Linked DNA regions of Mus musculus: regions 1, 2, 3 and 5 are each linked to region 4. Evidence: chromatin contacts called from public HiChIP or PLAC-seq data. All regions are on one chromosome and are shown on one strand. Each heading gives the region's core, a stretch centred on a gene start, on an enhancer-like site or on the middle of the called end of the contact. The rest is flanking DNA. Distances are from core to core; before and after follow the strand shown. Region 1 overlaps Gm39783 (a long non-coding RNA gene). Region 2 has its middle 15 kb from the start of Gm14486. Region 3 has its middle 18 kb from the start of Gm39783. Region 4 has its middle 7.1 kb from the start of Gm14487. Region 5 overlaps Gm14488 (a long non-coding RNA gene).

The links. HiChIP or PLAC-seq counts read pairs in DNA pulled down with a chosen protein or histone mark.
Region 1: a contact with region 4 is called in an HNF4G HiChIP or PLAC-seq map of pancreatic cancer cells. The contact joins two enhancer-like sites. A contact is called at or near these places in 3 of 39 promoter capture datasets (the HPC-7 cell line, second pharyngeal arch cranial neural crest and trophoblast stem cells), 1 of 15 datasets of contacts at CTCF or cohesin (large pre-B cells), 6 of 484 Hi-C or Micro-C datasets (the HL-1 cell line, the N1E-115 cell line, bone marrow-derived macrophages and 3 more), 14 of 115 datasets of contacts at active chromatin or transcription factors (bone marrow-derived macrophages, craniofacial prominence, embryonic basal ganglia and 9 more) and 3 of 9 other capture datasets (adipose tissue, liver and pancreatic islet).
Region 2: a FOXA1 HiChIP or PLAC-seq map of pancreatic cancer cells shows a contact between it and region 4. The contact joins two enhancer-like sites. A contact is called at or near these places in 1 of 484 Hi-C or Micro-C datasets (trophoblast stem cells), 8 of 115 datasets of contacts at active chromatin or transcription factors (bone marrow-derived macrophages, a colorectal cancer cell line, embryonic basal ganglia and 5 more) and 1 of 9 other capture datasets (embryonic stem cells).
Region 3: a FOXA1 HiChIP or PLAC-seq map of pancreatic cancer cells shows a contact between it and region 4. The contact joins two enhancer-like sites. A contact is called at or near these places in 1 of 484 Hi-C or Micro-C datasets (bone marrow-derived macrophages) and 8 of 115 datasets of contacts at active chromatin or transcription factors (bone marrow-derived macrophages, double positive thymocytes, embryonic basal ganglia and 2 more).
Region 5: a FOXA1 HiChIP or PLAC-seq map of pancreatic cancer cells shows a contact between it and region 4. The contact joins two enhancer-like sites. A contact is called at or near these places in 5 of 39 promoter capture datasets (the C10 cell line, cranial neural crest, frontonasal cranial neural crest and 2 more), 3 of 484 Hi-C or Micro-C datasets (bone marrow-derived macrophages, embryonic fibroblasts and nephron progenitors), 9 of 115 datasets of contacts at active chromatin or transcription factors (SST interneurons, bone marrow-derived macrophages, a colorectal cancer cell line and 5 more) and 1 of 9 other capture datasets (embryonic stem cells).

What each region holds. Positions count from the first base shown.
Region 1 is chr2:30,782,188-30,784,887 of GRCm38.p6, reverse strand. Gm39783 (a long non-coding RNA gene) reads right to left here. Exons shown (of 4, transcript XR_001783261.2): 4 at 1,270-1,854. Gm39784 (a long non-coding RNA gene) reads left to right here. Exons shown (of 3, transcript XR_866114.2): 3 at 1-1,227. Among named protein-coding and RNA genes, the nearest start is that of Gm39784, 3.7 kb to the left of the region's middle. Within about 2 kb of position 1,362, at least 102 of the 459 cell types and tissues checked have an H3K27ac peak or open chromatin away from gene starts, as enhancers often do. A contact at or near this core is called in the N1E-115 cell line, embryonic fibroblasts and pancreatic cancer cells, where this site is marked.
Region 2 is chr2:30,692,075-30,694,774 of GRCm38.p6, reverse strand. No RefSeq gene overlaps it. Among named protein-coding and RNA genes, the nearest start is that of Gm14486, 15 kb to the right of the region's middle. Within about 2 kb of position 1,339, at least 344 of the 459 cell types and tissues checked have an H3K27ac peak or open chromatin away from gene starts, as enhancers often do. A contact at or near this core is called in a colorectal cancer cell line and pancreatic cancer cells, where this site is marked.
Region 3 is chr2:30,752,035-30,754,734 of GRCm38.p6, reverse strand. No RefSeq gene overlaps it. Among named protein-coding and RNA genes, the nearest start is that of Gm39783, 18 kb to the left of the region's middle. Within about 2 kb of position 1,359, at least 109 of the 459 cell types and tissues checked have an H3K27ac peak or open chromatin away from gene starts, as enhancers often do. A contact at or near this core is called in pancreatic cancer cells, where this site is marked.
Region 4 is chr2:30,526,292-30,528,991 of GRCm38.p6, reverse strand. No RefSeq gene overlaps it. Among named protein-coding and RNA genes, the nearest start is that of Gm14487, 7.1 kb to the left of the region's middle. Within about 2 kb of position 1,336, at least 28 of the 459 cell types and tissues checked have an H3K27ac peak or open chromatin away from gene starts, as enhancers often do. A contact at or near this core is called in the N1E-115 cell line, a colorectal cancer cell line, embryonic fibroblasts and 1 more, where this site is marked.
Region 5 is chr2:30,710,941-30,713,640 of GRCm38.p6, reverse strand. It overlaps Gm14488 (a long non-coding RNA gene), which reads left to right. Exons shown (of 4, transcript XR_866106.3): 4 at 227-494. Among named protein-coding and RNA genes, the nearest start is that of Gm14488, 8.9 kb to the left of the region's middle. Within about 2 kb of position 1,395, at least 343 of the 459 cell types and tissues checked have an H3K27ac peak or open chromatin away from gene starts, as enhancers often do. A contact at or near this core is called in a colorectal cancer cell line, embryonic fibroblasts and pancreatic cancer cells, where this site is marked.

The sequences.
Region 1 (2,700 bases), core at 113-2,612, 260 kb before region 4:
CTCCCGGGGAGTCGGCTCCCAGCCGGGATGAAAGGGAGCCCGGCGAAGCCACCTCCCCAAGGCCCACCCGCCCCTTCCGCAACCGGATCCCGCGGCGGCCGCTTTGATGTCCCAGCCCTCGCTGGGGAGGGCGGCCCGGGGGACTCCCAGGCCGACTTGAAAGGGTGAGCCGCGCAGCCGGGTCTTCCCAGGACCGTGGGGTTGGGAGAAGGATTGGGGGGTGGGGGCAGAGAAGGATCGCTCCCAACAACACGTCCTTCCTGGGAGCCCAAGGGCGCTCCAGGACCCTTGGTCGCAACGTTCAAGGCTTTGCAGGGACGCTCCGCCTCTGACACCTCTGTGAACTCCAGACAAGGGGACTGTGGCTGTTCAAGCAGGCCCATCTAGCGTTTGCTGTTCCCAGAGCGGAAACTCCCATTTGGTTCCTCTGGCGGCCAAGCTCTCTTTGGGGCCCTTGCTGAATCCACTTCCCCAAGGGCTTGGGCTCCAGGAAGCCAAGGGAGCCCACCGGACATGTTTCACGGCATGTATTGGGGTGGGGTGGGAGCCCATGGATAAACCCAGGCCAGCCTGGGGTTTCAAGTCCCTCCTAGGAACCACTGTTCTGATTTGTCAGTGGTGTCACACGGACTGGCTACGTCTGTGATCACCCAAGGATGAGTGAGGCATCGGACGAACAAACAAGACTGTCACCCTCTCTCCTGCACACAGCTTTCTTGCTAACTTTGTGGCCAGCCTCATACACATCCTTCGGTGCCCCATCAGAACGTTCCCTCCTTTGGAGACAGACCTCTGGCCCTTTGCATAGATAGGTTCAATCCTTTGAAGCCCTTTCTTTCTTGATTTGATGGTAACTGGTCCTCGGCTCTCCCCAACTACACTAGGGGCTGCAGGGAAAGTAGAAGCTATGAGGGTCTCAAATCTAAAATGCATGTACCCACAATCCCTTTCTGCCTCCCCCCCCCCACTTCCTTTGAACCCAGGACCTTGCACATGTAGGCGAATGCTGTATGACCCAGCTACATCCCTGCCCACCTTTCCTACTTTCTTTTTTTTTTTTTAAGTATTTTTTCTTTTGTATTGTTTTGAGGCAGGGTCTCAAGGCAGCTACAGAGACATTGACTCAAAACTAAACCAAACGAAATCCTATAGCTTTTAACCACACAGTACACAATGGTTGCTCCTGCTCCAGACTCCAGCTTCTCGTTCTTGTCAAGAAAAGAGATATCGGACAGGGGGATGGGACTGGGTCGGGGGGGGGGGGGGGGTCGCGCGCGCGCGCGCCTGTGTGTGTGTGTGTGTGTGTGCTCTACCCTCTGCTTTTACAGAAAACTTCTGCTGACATCCCATTGGCCAGCGTTTGGTCACATGACTAAGGAAACTGGGAAATGTAGTCTCCAAACCACGCAGCCAGCAACCCAGCAAAAGCTGAGGACTGCTTTTCTTTGGGAAAAGCAGCAGACCTAGAGGCCCAGCCTGCCTCAGCCCTGTCCTCGGGCTGTGTGAAGAATGTAGTCACTGCCTTGCTGGGGATGGAAAGGAATTCTGCCCCAGCCGCTGCCCTGGATGGCCTGCTTCAGCTCCTTAGTCCTCCTCTGACCCTCAGGGGTGGGGGAGAGGAGCATTTGGTCCCACCACCTGCCCACAACCAACCAGCCCATAATAAGTATGGAGCCGGGCATCCTCCAGGCGGCCTGGTTCCAGAGCTTTAGCATCGCAGCCCTCTGTAGGTGGGAAATGGGTGGCAGTTCCACTGGTTTGCTTTGGTTCCACGGGGCTGAGAACTGGACCAGGAACAAGTGGCGTGGCTTCCTTCTGCAGTGTGGGCTGGCCCAGGTCCAGCCTGACCTAAAACTTAAGAGGGGACAGCTCTTGGATGGGTCCTGTGCTGAACCAAGAGGGAGGGGCAGTTGGGGTGGAAGGCTCTAGAACATTAGTGTCAGGGGTATAGCCCTGTAGTGTGGGGATAACCCAAAAGACCCCTGTGTTATCTGATCTTGTCTGCTCCCAAGAGACCCATGACTACAGCCTGCATGTCTGGAACTCTGTGACTGGCCTTTCCCTGGGTGGCTCTGCCAAGGGTCTTTCTAGGGACAAATTTTCCTATTTAATCTGGATTTGGTGCCACGAGGACCTGACTTTCAGCTTGTAGAGCTAGCTTTCAGGGAGAGAGCTTTGGCCCCCATGTAAGGATGTAAGGAACATGGTAAAAAAAAAAATGCCCTTTAGACATGTAAAAACAGCTTAGTCAGGATCCCCAGTACACACAAGGCTGCTGAAGCTGAGAACCGGAACCTAGTGACATCACTCTCTCAGGATAACCAGCCACAGTCCTAGAGCCCCATGATGCCAACTGTGCTCTGCTCTGCACATCTGGAGAGATGACACCTTGATCTGCCCTGCGGCTGGACAGTCTCCCCCAGGATCCTGACCCTTGACTCAGAGACTTCTGTTAGAGAATAGACCTGATATTCAGCTAAGATCTGTCACATGGGTGAGCAGCCCTGGGGAGATTCAAGAGGGAACAGATCTTGGATGGGCTCAGGACCATACTTAGAAAAAAAAAATTTTTTTTTTTTTGAGACAGGGTTTCTCTGTATAGCCCTGGAACTCACTTTGTAGACCAGGCTGGCCTCGAACTCAGAAATCCGCCTGCCTCTGCCTCTCAAGTGCTGGGATTAAAGGCGTGCGCCACCACGC
Region 2 (2,700 bases), core at 90-2,589, 170 kb before region 4:
GGCCCAGGACCAGCAAGCAGCATCCCTGAGAGCAGGGTAGCACAAACTCAGGCAAACCATACTCAAGGGTGCTAGAGTCATACAGGGGCCACAGGATATCCTGCAATGTTCCCCTCACTGATCCCACCCTGGCCACTGGACCTTTGCACGTGCTAGGGCCTCTCTTCCCTGTGTGACTGTACAAGTAGGGACCTGTGCGGCTGGAACCTCTATTTTCCTTTGTTCACCCAGGAAGCAATCAGCCTGGCCCAGTGGGATTCCCGAGCCCCTCTGTAGTCCTTCTCAGGCCCCCAGCACCCTCAGAACTGCACTCTGCTTTCATAGATCAGGTAGCATTTTCTAGAGTGTTGGAGAAATCTGAGCAAGCAGGCTATGCTCTCTCATGCTCCGCAGCTTCTGGAGTGGTGGGCACACCTTGGGCTGCTTCCGGGATTTGTGTTGTATCAATAGTGGCGCCCTGAGCATCCATGACCCTTCTTTGTACGGACATTGGTTTTCCTATCTCTGACACACTTACCTAGGAGTGGAATGATTGGGGTAAATAACTGTGTATTCTAATTTTTAGGTGTGATGCTGGATTTGAACCCAGGGCTCCCTCTAATTCTAGGCAAATGCTCTACCTCTGACAATACACCTCCCAGCCATAGTTTAACATTTGAAAAAGATGTCAACCGGTTCCTAAAGTGGCCTGGTCACTTCCCCAGGCTGTGTGTGTGTGTGTGTGTGTGTGTGTGTATGTGGTGGAGGTGGAGGTGACAGGCTGGGGATTGGATCCTCTTCCCTTCCTGTCAAGGCTGGACCCCTGCTAACCCAGTCTCTTCTAACCTTGCTCATCTGGCTGCTAGCTGGAGAGGAGCCAAGGACAGCAGGGGTCTGGCTTTCTCCAGCAATCCAGCCGAGTCTTCTAGGCTCTCAGGGCTTAGAGAGAGGTTCAGGCTCGCTCACGGTGGGTCTTTAAGCCAGCCCCTGTGCACCTGTCTCCTGCTGGGTCTCCCTGGTAATAACAAAGGCTGAGGGGGATGGACAGGGTGTTGGGGTCTCCTTGGACACCTGGCTAAAGCTGGTGTGGGGTGGGTGGGCGCACGCAGGGGGAGGCAGCTGCTCTCACGCGGCTGGGAGAGAAGAAAGGAGGCGCTGGCAGAACCCAGGCGGAGGGCGGATACCTACACCGAGCCGGGGGAACCGAGACTAGGAGCAGAAACTCTCTCCTAGCAGTCCCGGGAGGGGCGCGGGCTCCTCATTAAAACCGCAACCCGGAGCCGGGCCGCAGCGCGCAGAACCGGGCTGCAGGCGGCCTCCCGCGCACCGGGGCCCGCGCCGGCTCCAGCCGCCCGCGGCCGACCTCGCGCGTCCTCAAAGCCAGCCTGTCCCACTTCCCCCGCCGGTTGCTACAGCAACTGAGCTCTGAGTAATCAGCTGCACCGTGACCTTTCTTCCCCGGGAGAGAGAGAGAGAGGGAGGGAGGGAGGGAGAGAAAGAGAGAAAGAGGGAGGGAGGGGAGGAGGGAGTTGGAGGGAGGATGGAGAGAGGGAGAGGAGGGATGAGAGAAAATGGAGGGGGGAGGGATGAGAGAGGATGGAGGGAGGATGGAGAGAAGGAGAGGGAGGAGGGAGGAGAGGATGGAGGGAGGAGGAAGGATGTTGGAGAGAAGTGGAGAGGAGGGAGGGAGGGAGGCAAGCAAGGAGGGAGGGAGGAGTCGGAGAGGCTGAGCGGCTGGTCAGAGCTGTAAAGACACCGCAGCTGGGGTCTGGGGCCGTGTGGGGAGGGGCTGGCAGCCAGAAGGCAGGAGAGAGGAGGGGAGGGAACTGGCAGCGCCGTGTTGGAGGAGGGGGAGCCGGGAACCGACCTGGACAGATTCCTGCCCCTCCTCATCCTCCCCCAGGGGAGGTGAGGGAGCTGAGAAAGACTGGCAGGACCCCTTTCCTACAGACCTGACCTCCCTCCCATTCCCCAGATAAGACAACCGAGGCGAAGGCACCCGGCCCCTCACTGCAGGGAGCTGACCGAAGGGTTGGGGGTGGAGTCCTAAGAGCTCTCAGCACCCCACTTCCACCTGCCCTCTGGCCTCAGTTTCTCTGGTGGTGGAGTGTGGCTCCCCAGGGCACAGAGCTGGCTGCCTAGCCTCACCCAGGTAGAGAGAACCCGACAGCCTTTCACACCAGATATTGACTTGAATTCTCTGAAGGCAGCTGGAGGGAAGATGTGAAGGCTGGGGCTGAAGCGTTGGAGAAGGGGTGGACAGTCATAGCGGCCACGGAGGTCTGGAGAGCCAGGGACAGGACACAGCCACGACTCTCTCAGACATGGCAGGAAATCTTCCCTGGTCCCCAGAACTCATCTCCACTCCTCCTCGGCATGCTGCCCTGGGGTTGGTGCCAGCACCAGGCCTGTCACCCACAGGCCCTGGGGACCTGCCAGCCGCCTGTTTACCAGACACGCCAGCCCCCAGTCACAGCCGGGCCTCGGAGAAGGGAGTGGGGGAGGGATGACAGATGGCGGAGGTGCCTTTCTAACCAGAGTCGGAGACAGTTGAGGAACAAGAGAAAGCCCTCAACCCCAGAATCCCCCAGTCCCCACTATGTACAGGAACACAGGAACACCCTGGCCAACCTCAGATCAAAATGGCTCCAGACCTAATAGCCTGTCATTTGTACTGACAGCTCAATCACCCTTGTGGCAGCTTCCTGAGGGAAGAGGTCT
Region 3 (2,700 bases), core at 110-2,609, 230 kb before region 4:
AATCCCAGCTGGGACGCGACCTCTTTTTCCCTTCCCTCAATCTCTGTCTCAGAGACTGTGTGTCTGTTTCTGTGCTGTTCCTGAACACACACACACACACACACACACACACACACACACACACACACTTGATGTGCTAACTAGGAGCTAACAGGCTCTGGGCTTCACTCTTGGTCCTGAAAGGAGCTTGGGATGAACCAGGCTGATGCCCCTGTCCTAGGTGGAGCCTGGGCCCCAGGGCATAGAGCAGAGACTGCAGTGAGGAGATGGGAACTAAACTCCCCACTGGGTTAAACTAGACTTTTCTGCTTCCTGGCTTGACTCTTTAGGCTGGTGATACTCGAACCCCAGTGTGCCCAGCTGTCAAACGGGGAAGAGAAGAGCGGTAAGAGCCGAAGGGGGCCAGGAGGATCACTAATTGCAGGCCTAGCCTGGTCTGTGTAGGAGGAAGATCCTATCTGTGGATGTAGCTCAGTTGGTAGAGGGCTAGCCTGGCATACAGGCCTACTAAATTCAACCCCCAGCACCACATAAAACCAAACACAGTGGCTCTTGCATATAGTCCCAGCACTCAGGTCGAGGGGGCAGAGAATCAGGAGTTCAGGGTCATCATCAGCTACTTAGGGGACTTGGGGTAGGTTTGAGCTATACAACCCATTGCTTCAACAGCAAAGCAAAATAGGGCTGACAAGGTGGCTCAGTGGTTAAGAGCAGGAACTCCTGATATTCCAGGGGACCTGAGTTCAAGTCCAAGACCTGCACTGGGTGGCTCTAGCCACCTGTAACCCCAACTCAGGGAAATGTAACAGCCCTGGGCTCTGTGAGCTTGAGGTCGGCCTGATCTATATAGCAGTGCCAGGCCAGCCAAGGCTACACAGCAAGACTTTGTCTCAAAATAAATAAATAAATAAATAAATAGCTTTTAAAAACAAAAACCCCAGGGGGGGCTGGGAAGCGGTGAGGAGGTAGGTCTGGGAGAGATTGGCACTGTGGCATGTGCTTGGTGGGGAAAGTTTGGTTGAAAATGAAGTTGGCACTGAATTCTGGCTCTGTACGGCAAGAGCTTCAACCAGAAACCAGATTCTGAGGGCAGGTAATGAGGCCGGCAGGGCTGGTTAGTGTGTCTGGACACTCCACCTTCGCTGTAGCCGCGCAGCCCGGCTTCCCTAAGGACACAGGATTCCATTAAGGCAAGGTCTAGACTGCAGGTCTCCTTTTGCTGTGCTGGTCAGGCTGCGGGTTCCTGCGAGACACCGCCCTCCGGGGCTGGCTGGAACTCGACGTTCCCACCCAGCAGAGCAGGAGGCACTCGCTGGAGAGCTGGCCTTTCGGAGCCCAGGGGAGGAGGGCGCCTCCAGAGATGAGTCAGGCCCTCGAAGAGATCCAGCCCCACCCCCAGGCTCCTGGGCCTCTCAAAAGGCCCTGCAGTGCCCAGGATCGACGGAGCAAGGGATAGGGAACAGGCTGTTCTGACTCTGCCCTCGCCACACTTCCTCCCTGGGGCTTCGAGGTTTGGTCCAGAATCAGAGGCCCTCTCACTGCCTCGCACGGGGGCTCCATCCTGAATTAGTTCAACATAGACAGCAATGATGGCTCTGAGCAACCCCAGCCTTCAAGGCGCACCCTCCCCAGCCCACCCTCGTTTTGCCTTCTGAGCCAGTCCCAGGTCCTTTATTGAAAAAAAAAATTAATTAAAAAAAAAACAGATATATTTATTTTATGTATATGAGTACATTGTCGCTGTCTTCAGACACACCAGAAGAGGGCACCAGATCCCATTACAGATGGTTGTGAGCCACCATGTGGTTGCTGGAAATTAAACTCAGGACCTCAGGAAGAGCAACCGGTGCTCTTAATCAGTGAGCCACCTCACCAGCCAGAAAAAATTACTTTTAAAAATTCTTTGTTTTTTTCGAGACAGGGTTTCTCTGTGTAGCCCTGGCTATCCTAGAACTCAAACTGCAGATCAGGCTGGCCTTGAACTCAGAGATCCATCTGCCTCTGCCTCCCCGGTGCTGGGATTAAAGGTGTGTGCCATCACGCCTGGCTAATTAATTTTATTATATGTCATTTATTGTGTGCATGTGTGTGTAGGTCACAGGACAATTTCTGGAACTTGGTCGCGTTCCACCATGTGGGGCCCAGGCATCATTCAGGTCTCCAAGGCCTTTCTAACTGAGCCATCTCTCTGGCCCTAGTTCTCTTTAACCTTGTGGGGGTGGGGTTTGAACCTGTGACTCCCTCCTGCTCAGTAAGCTCCTTACCACTGAGCTATACATCCATCCTTCTTTGTACTTTTTTATTTCTGAGACAGGACCTCCCAAACTTACCTAGGCTAGCTTTGGTCCCCTCTACAGCCTAAATTGTTCAACTTTTGATCCCCCTGCCTCAGCATCCTAAGTAGCTGGAATTACTTGTGTGTCCCTACAGCCCAGGCTGTAAACCTTTTTCTAGACTAAGAATTGAGGGTCACAGAGACAGATCTCCCTGCCAGGTAACCTTTACCTGGGGAATGGGAGATGTCCCACCAGTCCCGAGGCCATCATGATCTGAAGTCTAGCCTGGGAACTCTCTATAGCCAGTAAAGATATGTTGAGGGTGAGGGGCCACTCCGGCTGCCAGACTGCCTCTCACATCTAAGTTTCCAAGAACTTTGTTCATGAATCTTCTCAAAGTCTGGATGCCCAAGAATGGAACCCT
Region 4 (2,700 bases), core at 87-2,586:
GTATATGTATGTGTGAATGTGTATATGTGTATATATGTATATGTGAGTGTGTGTGAGTGTATTGTGTGTATATATGTGTGTGTGAGTGTGTGTGTGTACCAAGGCATGCACATAGAGGTCAGAGGTCCACTTGCTGTGAGAGTCAGCTCTCTCTTTCACTGTGTGGGTCCCAGGGATTGAACTACTGTCATCAGACCCCCTGATAAGCCTCCTCTACTTTTTGTTTTGTTTTTGAGGCAGGATGTCACTCCATAATGATATCGACCTAAACCGGCCTTGAACACACAGCAATCTTCCTAGCACAGCCTTCCCAGCACAGGGACAACAGGTATGAGCTACTGCACCTGGCCAAAGGTTTTCAAAGAAATAAATCCAATAAAAGGCAAGTTTGTACGATCACCTGTGAACACAAAGCAACAAGAAACAGCCAGGTGTGGTGACTCAAGAGTCTGCGGCAGAAAGATTGTGAGTTCAGGGCCAGCCTGAGCTACATAACAAGTTCCTGCCTCAGAGTGTGTATATATTAATTTTAAAAATGCTATAAGACAATATAGCAAGTTCATAAAAGAACAGAGTAGAGGTGTCCTGGAGAGATGTTTGGTGCTGATGAGCACTAGTCAGTGCTCCTGCAAAGGACCCAGAATCAGTTCCTAGGCCCCTCACAGTGGCTCACAACCTTCTGTACCTCCAGTCCTAGGGGATCTAACACACTCTTCTGTCCACAGGGACCAGGCACACACACACACAGTGAACAGACAGACAGGCAGACATGCAAGTCAAAACAGTCATACAATAAAAGCAAATAAAGACACAAAATTAAAAGATAAATAAGACCAGAAGTGCTGGACGTGATTGTGACAATGACTGTGACAATGACTGCGAGGAGATGCAGAGGTCAAGGATGTGGCTCAGTGGTAGAGCAGCAGCCTAGCACATACAGGTAGTTGCATTTGCTCTCCAGCGATATGATAAGCCAGTACGTAAATAAACTAAAGCCCTGAGATTTTATTTCTGACTCATTGCTGATGGTGCTGTACACATCTGAATTTTGGTGTCTTGCCATTAAACCAAAGAGCTGCAAGTTTGCGATATCAGTTCTTTGTGGATTGTTCACTCGCTTGTGTTCCATCTGCCTTTAGGGACCCCACATCCAGAGCTACACAACATGGCCACTTAAGAACTCAGAGACCTCCTCCTTTCAGGAGTTAAGAGCCCCTAGGGCTCCCTGCAGTCTTTGAAATTGGAGAACGAAAGCTTTGGGGACCATGGGCTCAGCCACATCAATGGAGCTCCTTCCTGTGGCATCGTGGGTCGTGCTCCCTGTGACTCACATCCTCCTCCTCCCTCCATCTCCTCTCTGAGTAATAAGCAATTAAAACAAGGGATGAAAAGACAATCTAGGGATGGTGGGAGAATGGATTCAATTCAGCCAAAGAAAGAATTAGATTAAAAGAAGATAGGTCAGAAGGAAATATCCAGGTCCAGCAATATGGCTTGCCACCAAGCACGGACGCCTGAGTTTGATCCATGAAACCCACGTGGTGAAGGAGAGAACTGATTGCCAGCTGTCCTTTGACCTCCCCATGTACCCGAGGCATGTGAAAATGCTTCAAGTGTTTATGAGCTGAAGAGATGGCTCAGCTCTTCAGCACTTGCTGCTCTTGCGGAAGACTCAGGTTAGGTTCCCAGCACCGACCCGGCAGCTCACAATCATCTGTAATTCCAGCCTCCTCCGATCTCTGAGAGCACCAGGCACACACACGGTAGACACATATACATACATTCAGATAAAACACTCATACACATAAAATAAACCTCTAAAATAAACATCTAAGACAAAACATCCAAAATGCATTTCAGAGAAGCATAAAATGGAGAGATTGGGGGAAAAAACAGACTAAAAAAAGATAGGGTTTAATTGAATCTCAGAGAGAAGGGAAGTAGACAGAAACAATGTTTAAAGATGATTCTTGCCTCATGGTAGTGGTGCACACCTGTAATCCCAGCACTCGGAAGGCAGAGGCAGGCAGATCTCTGTGAGTTCGAGGCCAGCCTGGTCTACAGTGCTAGTTTCAGGACAGCCAGAGCTACACAAAGAAGTCCTGTCTCGATAAACCGGGGGAGGGGGGGGAGGTGATTCTATGGGCTGTGGGTATGACTTGTGGATAGAGCCCTTGCCTACCATGTATGAGATCCTGGGCTCTATCCCCAAACCACATAGACTGAGATGGTAGCTTAGCCAGCCAATGAGTCTCTAGAACTGATGGATGCCAACAAGCCACAGGTTGAAGAGAAATGAAAATAATCCAGACCTCAGTCTGCCACACAGAGGCTGCCCCGAGCATCATGGGTAAGCAGGCCACAATCCTGTGAACAGACAGTAGCCACAGCAGCTCCAGGGCAAGCAGACATCACAGAACCCAGAGGCCTGGAGCCATGGAAAGAACAGCCCTTCCAACTGGATGGTCACTACTAAGAAAGCCCCTGGCTAGAGCCGGGGGCAGAAGCTCCAGCCTGAACACCATGACAGCAGCCTGGTGTCAACAGGGGTCACTGGAGGACAGCAAGGTTGGGATGTGAGCCTCTGAAGGGTACAGCCAGGCACACTCACTGTGGACTCCTGGGGAGCCCTAAAAGGCCAGGCTTGGTTGTCACAAGCTCCCAGTGTGGTAGCTCAGAGAGTATGAATCCAGATGAAAG
Region 5 (2,700 bases), core at 146-2,645, 180 kb before region 4:
AGGAGGGGAGGTCAGGGGCAGCTGCCTACAAGGTCCACTAGCTTCCACAGTGTGGGCAGGGAGCCCCAGCCACTGCCCAGGTGAGGGGCTTTGCTGCTTCAGGGAAGGATGTTAGGCAGAGGTGAGGAACAGCAGCTGCCCCCCACCCCCACCCCACCCCACCCGCCTCTGAGAAGGACAGCCTAGTTTTAATCTAGTTTTCCCTCTGTATGTTGGGTCCCAACAGGACAAAGCCAAACAGCCCGAGAACCTGCCAACTGGAGGTTCTGGAACACTCTCTGCGTGGTCTTCCCGAGCAAGTCTTCTAGGTTGGAACCTCTGGCAGGAGCAGAGGCCATGACTTGAACCCAGACCTGTCATCGGTAGTGCTCCCAACTGCAGTCATCCCTTAACAGCTGGCCAGGTTCCAGGTCCCTTTCTCCTTCCAGCCTCTGTTTACCCAGCTTGCACAATCAGCTCATAAGTCTACAATTTTTTTCTTTTTTACTCTGAAATTAATGGCCTCTTCTTTAGTTATTATTGAAACCCACACAACCGGCTGACTTCTGACCTCCTGGGGTTGGATAAGCTATCTGCAGGCTCACCCTTGGAGAATCTCCCCTTTCTCAGCAGCCACTGGTTGTCTGTGGCTCCCTTGTCGGGGTGGGACCTCGTGAGACCCCGCCTCCTAGTGTGCTGGTCTGTCAGATGATGGCGTCATCATGAAGGTCTTGTTTAGGTGAGCATACTGTTGAGATTTCATGGGTTCAGCTTCCTTGTCATTCATTCATAGAAAACACAATCCCCCAGTAGAGGCCCTGCTCTCTGGCCCTTACAATCTCTCTGCTCTTCCTCAGTTTCCCCTGAGTGTTAGATTGTAGGAGTCGTGCTGTAGATGTATCAGTTGAGGCTAAGGCACTTATTCTCTAGATTTTGACTGTTTTGTTTGTTTTTGTTTTGAGACAGAGACTCACTGTGCAGCCCTGGCAGGCCTTGAACACACAACTATCCTCTTGCCCCCAGAGAGCTGGAATTAAAAATGCTCCCACCTCAACTAAATTTACACACGCACACACACCCTTTTTCTCTCTGCTTCTTTCTCTGTCTCTTTCCTTCTCCCTCTTTCTCTCTGTCTCTTGAACTCCCAGCAATTCTCCTGCCTCGGGAGTACTGGGTGGGGTCAGAGGCAGGAGACAAGGCACCTCACAAGGCTGTGCAGACTTGTGGAGCATCTGCTATGAAGCAAATCCGGGAGTCAGAGTCCCCCAGGGACAAAAAGGCCCTGCCCAAGGTCAGGCAGCCAGCGTCGCATCTGAACCTAGAACCGCAGGTGCGCGCTCTCCTCTAGCCGCCCCCCCTCGGGGGTGGCATCGTCCCAGCTGTGCGGCCTGGCGGCCCCGGCCCTGACGTCAGGCGCGGCCAGCGGAGCCTGGTTCTGCACAAACACGTCTCGGGCCAGGGCTCCGGGGGCGGCGATGACTCAGGGCCCGAGGCCGCCGGGCGGGAAGCGGAAAGTTTTGAGCCTCTGACATCAGCGGCCGCGCAGGAAGGCGGCTCCGGGAAGGCGGCCTGGCTCGCAGCCCGCCCTAGGGCGCGGGGGTGGAGGGGACCGGGACGCAGGTGTCCCCGGCCCGGCCTCGGCCGTGGAGCCGCTCCACCCGCCCGCGCCGCAGAGCGCTCCGGAGGCACCGCATCCATCCTGCTGCGTCCCTGCATTTTAATTACCGCCGCATTAATATTCATGAGCCGGGACTCGAGGGGGACCGCGGGCTGTCATCTCCTCGCCCGCCCGCGCACCCCCGCGCCCCTCTTCCTCGCTGAGTCGTGGGCTTCATCCCCCGCCACCCTCCCCCGCCCCCACCGCGCGCCAACAGTTGGCGCTCAGCGGAGCAAGGGTGTGAGTGTGCGCAGGAGTGTGAGCTGCCGTGCGGGGAGCTGCAGAGTGTGGGTGTGCCTGTGTGCTGCAGGCGAGTGTGCCTGGCTCTGTGTGGCCCGTGTGTGGTGTGCAGATGTGTCTGTGTGCACCAGCACCTGGACTGTGACCCTGTGTAGAGGTCAGAGTGCTGGGGCATTGTGTCTATACATAGGAGGTAGGGTGCTGGGGCAGTTGTCCATACCCAGGGGCCAAGTGCAATGGAGAATTTCTATAGGGAGACATGTCTGCGTGCATTGCTGATTATACAGTGAGAGCATAACTATGTGCACGCATGTGTGTGCTGTGGACTTGGTATCTGTGTTCATATGTGTGTGTCCTTATACATGGATTTGTGTGCTGTGGGCATGTGTCCATGTACACTGATATGTGTGCTGTTGGCATGTTTCTGTGTACATCAGTGTGCACCGTGGTAGTATGTCCATGTGCACAGTCTGAGTATGTGTTTCTGGGCCTTCCTGACATCTGCATGATCTTGCAGAAGAGCCAAAGCTGCCCAGGTCAGGAGAGCGTGAGTGTGCGCATGTGCAACTGTGTGCATGCGCAACTGTGCCCTTCCGGGAGACTGAGCCTTGTCCACAGTCACCTGGCAGATAGGTCTGTGACACAGTGTGGTCAGAGACCACAGTTGGCCAGCTCAACATCCTGGACAGGTCCTTACCATGAGCTGTCCTACCGGATCTGTGCAGTGTCTGCTGTGGTCTCATTTGCCGATGGAGAAACTGAGGCAGTCAGTCCAGGAAATGTCTGAACTCTGGCCCCTATCTTTAACAGTACCCCCACGGTGC